Linked DNA regions of Mus musculus: region 1 is linked to region 2. A link is a contact called in public HiChIP or PLAC-seq data. All regions are on one chromosome and are shown on one strand. The core of a region is the stretch at or near the end of the contact, and the rest is flanking DNA. Distances in the headings are between cores, read along the strand shown.

The links. HiChIP or PLAC-seq counts read pairs in DNA pulled down with a chosen protein or histone mark.
Region 1: an H3K27ac HiChIP or PLAC-seq map of hepatocytes shows a contact between it and region 2, with 3 times the contacts expected there. The contact joins two enhancer-like sites. A contact is called at or near these places in 5 of 484 Hi-C or Micro-C datasets (embryonic stem cells, granulosa cells, liver and 1 more), 8 of 115 datasets of contacts at active chromatin or transcription factors (the HPC-7 cell line, embryonic stem cells, hepatocytes and 4 more) and 2 of 9 other capture datasets (embryonic stem cells and pancreatic islet).

The regions. Positions count from the first base shown.
Region 1 is chr17:84,986,277-84,990,287 of GRCm38.p6, forward strand. The region is part of intron 1 of Ppm1b (protein phosphatase 1B, magnesium dependent, beta isoform); the gene reads left to right. Among named protein-coding and RNA genes, the nearest start is that of Ppm1b, 30 kb to the left of the region's middle. Within about 2 kb of position 1,730, at least 34 of the 459 cell types and tissues checked have an H3K27ac peak or open chromatin away from gene starts, as enhancers often do. A contact at or near this core is called in hepatocytes and liver, where this site is marked.
Region 2 is chr17:84,875,550-84,879,502 of GRCm38.p6, forward strand. No RefSeq gene overlaps it. Among named protein-coding and RNA genes, the nearest start is that of Gm46582, 61 kb to the left of the region's middle. Within about 2 kb of position 2,197, at least 124 of the 459 cell types and tissues checked have an H3K27ac peak or open chromatin away from gene starts, as enhancers often do. A contact at or near this core is called in hepatocytes and liver, where this site is marked.

The sequences.
Region 1 (4,011 bases), core at 480-2,979, 110 kb after region 2:
GCAAAGTTGAAACATTGAAGGAATTTCAGACATTCAAAAAAGTTATGAAGACCTCTTTTCCTGTTTCTATAATGTTAACTTTTTATATTATTGGGGTACAGCTGTCAAAACTAAAAATCCCGTATTTTCTCTTAGCTAAATCTGAGACTTTATTTGGACTTTACCAGATTTTTCTAGAAAGCTCCTTTTGACTTTGATTCTTCTCAGTTGTAAAATGAGACTATTAAGAGCTCTGGAGATAAGAGAAGGCTCAGCAGTTAGAGTGCTTATTGCTCTTTCAGAGGACCCGAGTCTGACTGCCCGCATCCACATTTATGTAACTTTACACCAGCTTGTAACCTGAGCTCCTGAGGGGTATGATGTCTCTGGCCTTGGCGGGCACTGGCACTCATGGGTACATGCTCTCACAGAAACACATAATTACAAATAATAAAATAAATACTATTTTTAAAAATGTTATCCTAAATGGGTCGTTACTAGGCTTGAATGTCACTGTGTATATGCATCTTGATGATAGTGTCATGTGCCAAAGGGACCCCTGAGTGACAGCACTCCATCCTCTTTGATGAAATGAGATTGACCGATTGTGCCGCCTGCCAGCTTCCTTGTGCTTCTTTTCCAGAAGTGTGCCAACCACAGGAGGGAAGGGGATTCTGCAGTATCTGGGTAGCCTTTGCTAACGCTTTTTTTTTTTAAAGTTGTCTAGTGATATTTAATTAAATGCTTTGTTTGGTCCTTTTTGTGATATATTTAAAGTAGAATTTTAAAGAGCTAGGTATGAATCATTTAAAATAACGCCTGCCATGTCGTGAGGAGTACAGCGGTATCTGCCTAATATGACAACATGTGATTTTGAGCATATGGTGCAAAATTAAGATATGGGAGGGTCATGTGGATCATACATGCTCTCTTAGGTGAGCGTCACGGCTGTCTGCAGTCTCAGCAGTCCTGCTGCAGTTCTCCCATCACTGTGCACAGCAGTATTCTTCCCTTGGGGATATGTTGTAAATGTGGGAGACATTTGTAAGTATTAAGGGGTAAAGAGAGACTAGAATTGTTAAGGAAGCTCCCTCCCTCCCTCCCTCCCCTTGGAGTTTAAAGTGTCTTGTTATAAGTGGTATCCAAGTGTGCTTATTCAGGAAGAGGGGATTTGGGTAAATCTAGAGAGAACAGAGAGAGAAAAGGAGATTTAGTCAGTGTGCAACATTGGGAAGATGAACAAATAAAAAGGCCTAGTGACAGTTGAGTCCCAGCTCAGGGACATGAGATTAGTGACAGTTCTGGTCAAGATATAGACTCACGTCTTGTTTGCTCCTCAGCACTGGGGTGGTTGAGAAAGATTGGATGTTAAATGTGAACCCTGCTTTTCAACCCTGCTCTTGGGCCTGCTCTCTGAGCAATGAGTAGGCACAGGAGTGGAGTATGCACATCAGCGCTGCTGAGCAGTGAGCACTCTACTCTTGGCTTGCTCGTTGCTTTCTTAGTCCCCTCTGTTCCAAGGACTCCCTTTTTGTTGCTACCCTTGGCAAGACGTGCTTTCTGATTTTCCTGTTTCTTTTTTTCTGTTTAATGTTTGAGACAGGGCCCCTTTACATAGTCACAGGTGTCTTATGTAGACCAGGCGGGCCTTGAACTCACAGAGATCCACATGCCACTGCCTCCCTAGTGCTGGGGTCAGAAACATGCACCGCTATGCCCTGCCCAACCACCTGCTCCTACATAGACAGTCAGTCAGTCAGTCTGCCCTCTTTGTTTGCGGGAGGGCTTGTAGTCATGGTGAGGAGAGTGTGCTGTGTAGTGTGTTGGCTCTAATTCTGCTGTTCCAAGCATTGGAATGTATGCCTCTTCCTGCTTGTATCTTGTGAGTTTAGAGTGCCACTGGATTTAGTTTGGGGCATTTCAGAACAATGGGACACTTAGAATCAGTCCTTCATTACATAAGGCTTTATAGATGATTCATTCAAGGAGGCAAGCTTAGGGTAAGTACAATTTGATTTTTGGCTTAGGGATATATTTTGTTTTTTTCTTTGTGTTGCAATCAAAAAGTTCTTGAAGCCAGGTGTGGAAGCCAGGTATGGTGGCACACACTTTACTCTCAGCATTGAGAGGCTAGGGCAGGAGGGTTGGGAGTCTGAGGCCAGAGGCTAAATCCTGCCTCTTAAAAACAAATTTAAAATTCTCAAATTAAACGTGGCTTCTTCACACACACATACACACACACACCCAAATCTAATAATAAGCAAGTTTAGTTTTGATTAAAGATAAATTTCATTAAGAAGATTGATTTGTTTGAATAAAAGGTTGAAGTTAAAATTTATTTCCATGTCACATGAGTACACACACACAGTACATAAGCATCACCACTTAATAAAGCAGTATATAGTTAGTTGTCTGTGATAAACTATTTCCTGGAGTGCAGGATGAAGATAAGTATATGTGGTTGGAAAGGCTTCTTAAGAGTTTATGCAGTAGAGTGTATTTGGCTTGAAACATTAGGTATTTCTGTTGCTGTGATAAAATACCATTACCAAAGCAGTTTGGGTACTAGAGGTCTATTTCAGCTTAACAGTCCCCTATCCCAGGCAAAGGAAGTTAGGGTAGGAACTGAAGCAGAGACCATGAAGGAATGCTATTTACTGGCTTGCCAGCTTGCTTGCTACCTGCCCATGGGTGGCACAGTTCATAGTGAGCTGGGTCCTCCCACATCAATCAAGAAAAATCTTTAATCACAGTACTCAGGAATCAGAGGCAGGCAGATCTCTGTGATTTGAGGCCCACCTGGCCTACATAGTTCCACAATAGTCAGGGCTACATAAGGAGACACTGTCTTAAAACAAACAGGTAGGTAGACAGGTAAGTATATGAATAGATACATAAATGGAAAAGACAAACTCTCCCAGGCTTGCCCACAGGCCAGTCTTATGGAGGGGCTTTCTTCATTGTGGTTCCCTTTTCTCAGATAACTCTAGCTTGTGTCAAGTTAACAGACAGACAGACAAATCCAGCCAGTACAGTATTTCTTTCCAGTAGAAGAGGGTGCATTGTTGCCATCATTGTGGGAACGTGTGTGATTTTACCCTAGAACTAAAAGCTGACCGTAGTTGCTTACACTTACATAATCCGGGCACCGAGGAGTGAGACGAGAGGGTTGCTGCAACGTTATGGCTGCCGTGGGTTGTAGAATGAGATCCCACCTTGAGACAGAACAAAGAAAGCTATAAAAACATTCATTCATTCATTCATTCATTCATTCATTCATTCATTCATATGAAGTAGTCTTTAGGAAGTCCATGTCAGTTGAAGTGCGCCTGTCTCTTGTGAGCTGTACTCTTGCTGTATACTGTTATAACCGTTGGAATCAGTTGGCAGTTCACTTATCACTCAGACCCCATGCCCAGAATTTCGCAACGGGAAGAGATATTCTTTTCTAGGAAAGCAGATATTCCGGGGAGGTAGGGATCCAACCTGCTGTGCAGACACTTTTCTCCTTCCTTGTCACACAGTTCGGTGCTGTGCTTCCACACGTGTTTGCACTGTGGGCGCAGTAAGTGTCCTTCTGTTAATTTTATAACACTATACATTTTGTAGATACTTTGAAACTATTTTGCTCAATTCTTTGAAGTTGAAATGTGTATATACTTTTGTTTTCTGAGCGGAATTCCTGTTACATGATGAATTGTAGTCATTTCAATAAAATCTGTCACTAATAAGCTTTTTAAAAGAAACATACAAATTTCATAGCCAAAACTTAGAGATAATACCATGAAATGAAACTGTCAGTGGAGAAAATGGCTTTATGACTTTTAATATATAACTAAACTTTTATCACGTAAAAACCAGTGTCACGGTACGTGCCTTCAGTCCTCCTGGCTGGTAGGGATGCTAAGGCGTGAGAATCAGGAGTTTGAAGCCAAGCCTGGCAATGCAGGGAGACTTGTTATTAAAAACAACAACAAAAAAAGACAGGCAGGCAGACAGGGCGCAATCTGGTAGAAGTTCCCGCATTCTCTT
Region 2 (3,953 bases), core at 947-3,446:
TGTTTGACCTTCAGACCTCTAGGGAAGAAGCAGGAGGAAATGAGAAAAACAAAAGCCAGGTGTGGTGGCGCACGCCTTTAATCCCAGCACTTGGGAGGCAGAGGCAGGCGGATTTCTGAGTTCGAGGCCAGCCTGGTCTACAGAGTGAGTTCCAGGACATCCAGGGCTACACAGAGAAACCCTGTCTTGAAAAACAAAAACAAAAACAAGCCAACAACAAAAACTCCAAAACAAACAAACTGTCAAACAATGCTTGCAGTGGCGCGGCGGCAGCGTGGACTCCTTTAATCCCAGCGCTGGGGAGGCAGAGGCAGGCTGATCTCAGTGAGTTCTAGGCCAGCCTGATCCTCTGAAGAGCTAGTTCTAGGACAGCTAAGGCTACATAAAGAAACCCTGTCTTAAAAACACAAAGACAAAAACAAAAAGGTTGCAAACATAAGAAAGCCAGTCTCAAAAAAGTAAAATAAATCAGAAACAAAGAAATACAAAATATGCCAAACATCATTAAATGTTGCCAATTCCCTTCTTTCGTTAATTGACACAGAGACTTTCTATTGGTCCAGGCAAGCCTCCACCTCATATTCCTCCTGCTCAGCCTCCTGAATTCTGGGCAGACAGGTGTGCCCACCATGCCCAGCCTGATGGACTGCCAACTGGTGCATCCGAGCCTTCCTAGTAACATGAATTTGGCACAAGAAGTCCTATTGCTTCCTTCCAGCTTCCTCACAGTTTGTGAGTCATCCCCCACCTGTGAAGGAAGGGCCGTGAGAAGAGGGACACTGGTCCCTTCTGAGCTGTTCCATCCACGAAGCCCTTCACTCTCATGCTATCTATGAGATCCAGATGGAACAGTCACAGATGGTGGCTCCTCTGTTAACTTAGCCCTGATCCTCCATGACAATCCTCCATGGGACTTGGTTTGAATACACATTGTGTCCCATTGTAATAAGCCTCTGAGGTCAGGGGCACAGGTTAGATGCCGACAAATCTGCGTCTGTGAATCCACGAATACAGCGATGTAAGGATGCTATCACTCAAACCATTCACGCCTGGAAGGAAATCGGTTTACACCGTGGGGATTAAAGTTGCTTCTTTGGGGTGCCGGGGAAGGAACTTGGGGACCAGAGCATGCCACGCCCATGGTCTGCCACAACTGACATTGCCAGTGCAATTTGTTTCACTCTGGAAGAGGGGCTTACCATGTTGCTCAGGCTAGCCTAAGTGGTCAGATTGTGCTATCCTGCCTGGCTTAAAGTTCTTCTTTGAAAAAAATGAAAGTTAAAAAAAAAAAAAAAGAAACTAAGAAAGAAAAGAAAGTAAAAGAGCTGAGTGTGGTCACTGGGGCCTGCAATTCCAATCCTCAGTAGAGAGACTGAGATAGGTGTTCAAGGCCAACCTGGGTTACATAATGATTTCCAGGTTAGACCAGGCCAACAGAGTAAAACTGTCTCAAAAACAAAAGGAAGGCTGGAAAGAAGGAAGGAAGGGGGAGAGGGAAGCAAGTATAAAGGCTTTCATAATGCTATGTTTACTATTTTAACAACACACACAGTTATCTGCAATCCCTTCCTCCCTCTCTGCAGAACTACGCACAGCCATACTTGGCCATGGAACTTCACAGGGCTTCGTCAATAGGAGACTGTGTGTATCTCCCCCGCCCCACACATTAGATGATCTGAGGCTAAGAGCATCTTCTGATTTTGCCTGGGTTGACCTGGGCCTTGAACACTGAACCCTCAGAGATAGGACAAACTTTCTTTCTGGCTCCTTTGCAAGAACGGAACCACGCAGAGTCAGCCTGTGTGGGACCTTGAGCTTGGAGTCCTGCTTGCCTGGTCAGGGCATGGCAGACTTTCATGCCCACTAGCAAGGAAAGCATAGATGTTGTCCTCAGCCGCTGAGATTCTGAGGTGGTTGGTAAACATTCCGAGCAAATGGACTCATCTGAAAGTAAGCCAGTCTTGCTTTTGTTTTTATTACGTTAAAATTCACCCTTCATCTTCTTTTCGTGGACGGTCTTCTAAGGGAAATAGTGACGAGTTTCTGACCTTTTCTCAACCCCAGCACATTTCTGGGGCATCTCCCAGCATGCCGGTTGTGTAATGCAGAAAGCTGGGCAGCCTCTCTCTCACATTAGCCTGACAAGAAAATAAATTAGAACCATGATACTCCCTCCCACGCCAAAGTCCCAAGGAAGCCTGAAGCTGCACGGAAAATCAGGTGGCCTTTGTCATGAGCCAAGCCAGACCGCTAGCTCCATGTAGAGCCTGATTATTTATTTATTTATTTATTTATTTATTTATTTATTTATTTATTTATTTATTTATTTATTTTATCAAGATTGTCCCTCTATGAAGACCCTGTTCCCACACACATTTTAGTCCAAACGTTTTTATTTTTTAAACTAGCAAACAATTCGTGTGGCATTGACCACACTGCCCTCCAGGTGGCAGTAGAGAACCGCTGCCTGCCCAGCACACTGACGTCATCTTGTTTACCCGGTTCCGGGTCATTTTTAGATCTAAGATCACAGGATGTTAATCAGGCCAATGATTTCCCATTCGTTTGGCCGAAGGCCCTTCACATAGGCATTGGGACAAATATGGTGTCCTTTTTGATAAAGAAACTTTGCGGCGGGAAGTACTTAGTTGCAAACATTTGTAATTTCATTTTTAGAAGATGGAGAAAATTGTACATGGGTCTGTGCTGTGGCCATTTGTGGTTATTTTCATTTTGGAGCCGAAATGTGAGTGACCTTAACTGAAGAGAGATGAAAAACTACATATTACAGTGGCGACCCTTCTCAGAGGCTCAGGCATCTTTTTGCTTGTCTTCCCTTTATTTATATATTATTCAGCAAGAAAGCATTTAGGTTTTTAAATTTGGAGGGAAAAGGAAAGGAGCTAATTTAGTCTAGCTGTGTCTGATTCCCTAGGAGACACCCTGGAGTTTGGGTGTCAGGAGGCCCTTGCTGGCCACACCCAGGAGCCTCCACCCATCCTTTACCTTCAGTGAGTTTGTCTGTGACTGTTAAAGAAGCAAAAGAAACAAATCTCTCAAATGCTGGGCACTGTGTACCGACCTGTAATCCCAGCCACGCCGGAGGCTAAAGCCAGATCGGAAAATCAAAGTTTATATGGGCAAAAAAGAGAGTTCAAAACTGGCCTGCTCAACTTAGCAAGACTGTCTCAAAATGAAAAGTTTAAAAAATGAGGCAGAGACAGGAGGTGTCGGGGCACACCTTTAATCCTTGCAGAGGCAGGCCAATCTCTGTGAGTCTGAGGTTAGCATTGAGCATTGTCCACAGAATGAGTAGGGGGTTGGTGGGGCGGGAGGTGGAAATGGGATATAGTTCTAAGCCTGGGGTCCTAGGTTCAGTCCTTTATGTAGAAACAATAATAATAGTCAAACATGGTAGTGCATACCTGAAATTCCAGCGTCCTGAGTTGGAGGCTGAAGATTCAGAAGTCAAGGTCAATTTCTATTATATAGTGAGTTACAGATCAGCCTGGGCTAGATGAGACCCTGTCTTAAAACAGTAATAGCCATTAGTATTTAAAACGTAAATACGAATTCCTCAGCTGTGCAATCCTTTGCAAGAGTGCAGAAGCCGCTTAATCTGAAAAGAGAAAGCTCTGGGGTGTTAAAAATAACGAGCCTTTGGGTTTTTAAAAAGTTCCCGTCCCTCCTCTGCTTCGTCCTTTGACAAGCTGCTGCTATGACCACACAAAACCACCTCCCAGAGAGTCCAAAGTCCCTGCCTGGCGCAGTCTGCAGTCCACTGGAGTGATCACACCACCCTGAAGGGATGATGGGTGGCTTTCCTGCAGGCCGGAAGAGAAGGGATACGCAATTCAGTTGCCACGCCCATTTATTGAGCTCCGAATCTGACTCAACTCTTTGGCCCACAGTACAGCTTGTAAAAAGAGGAGAGATCCAGTTCCTGCCACCTT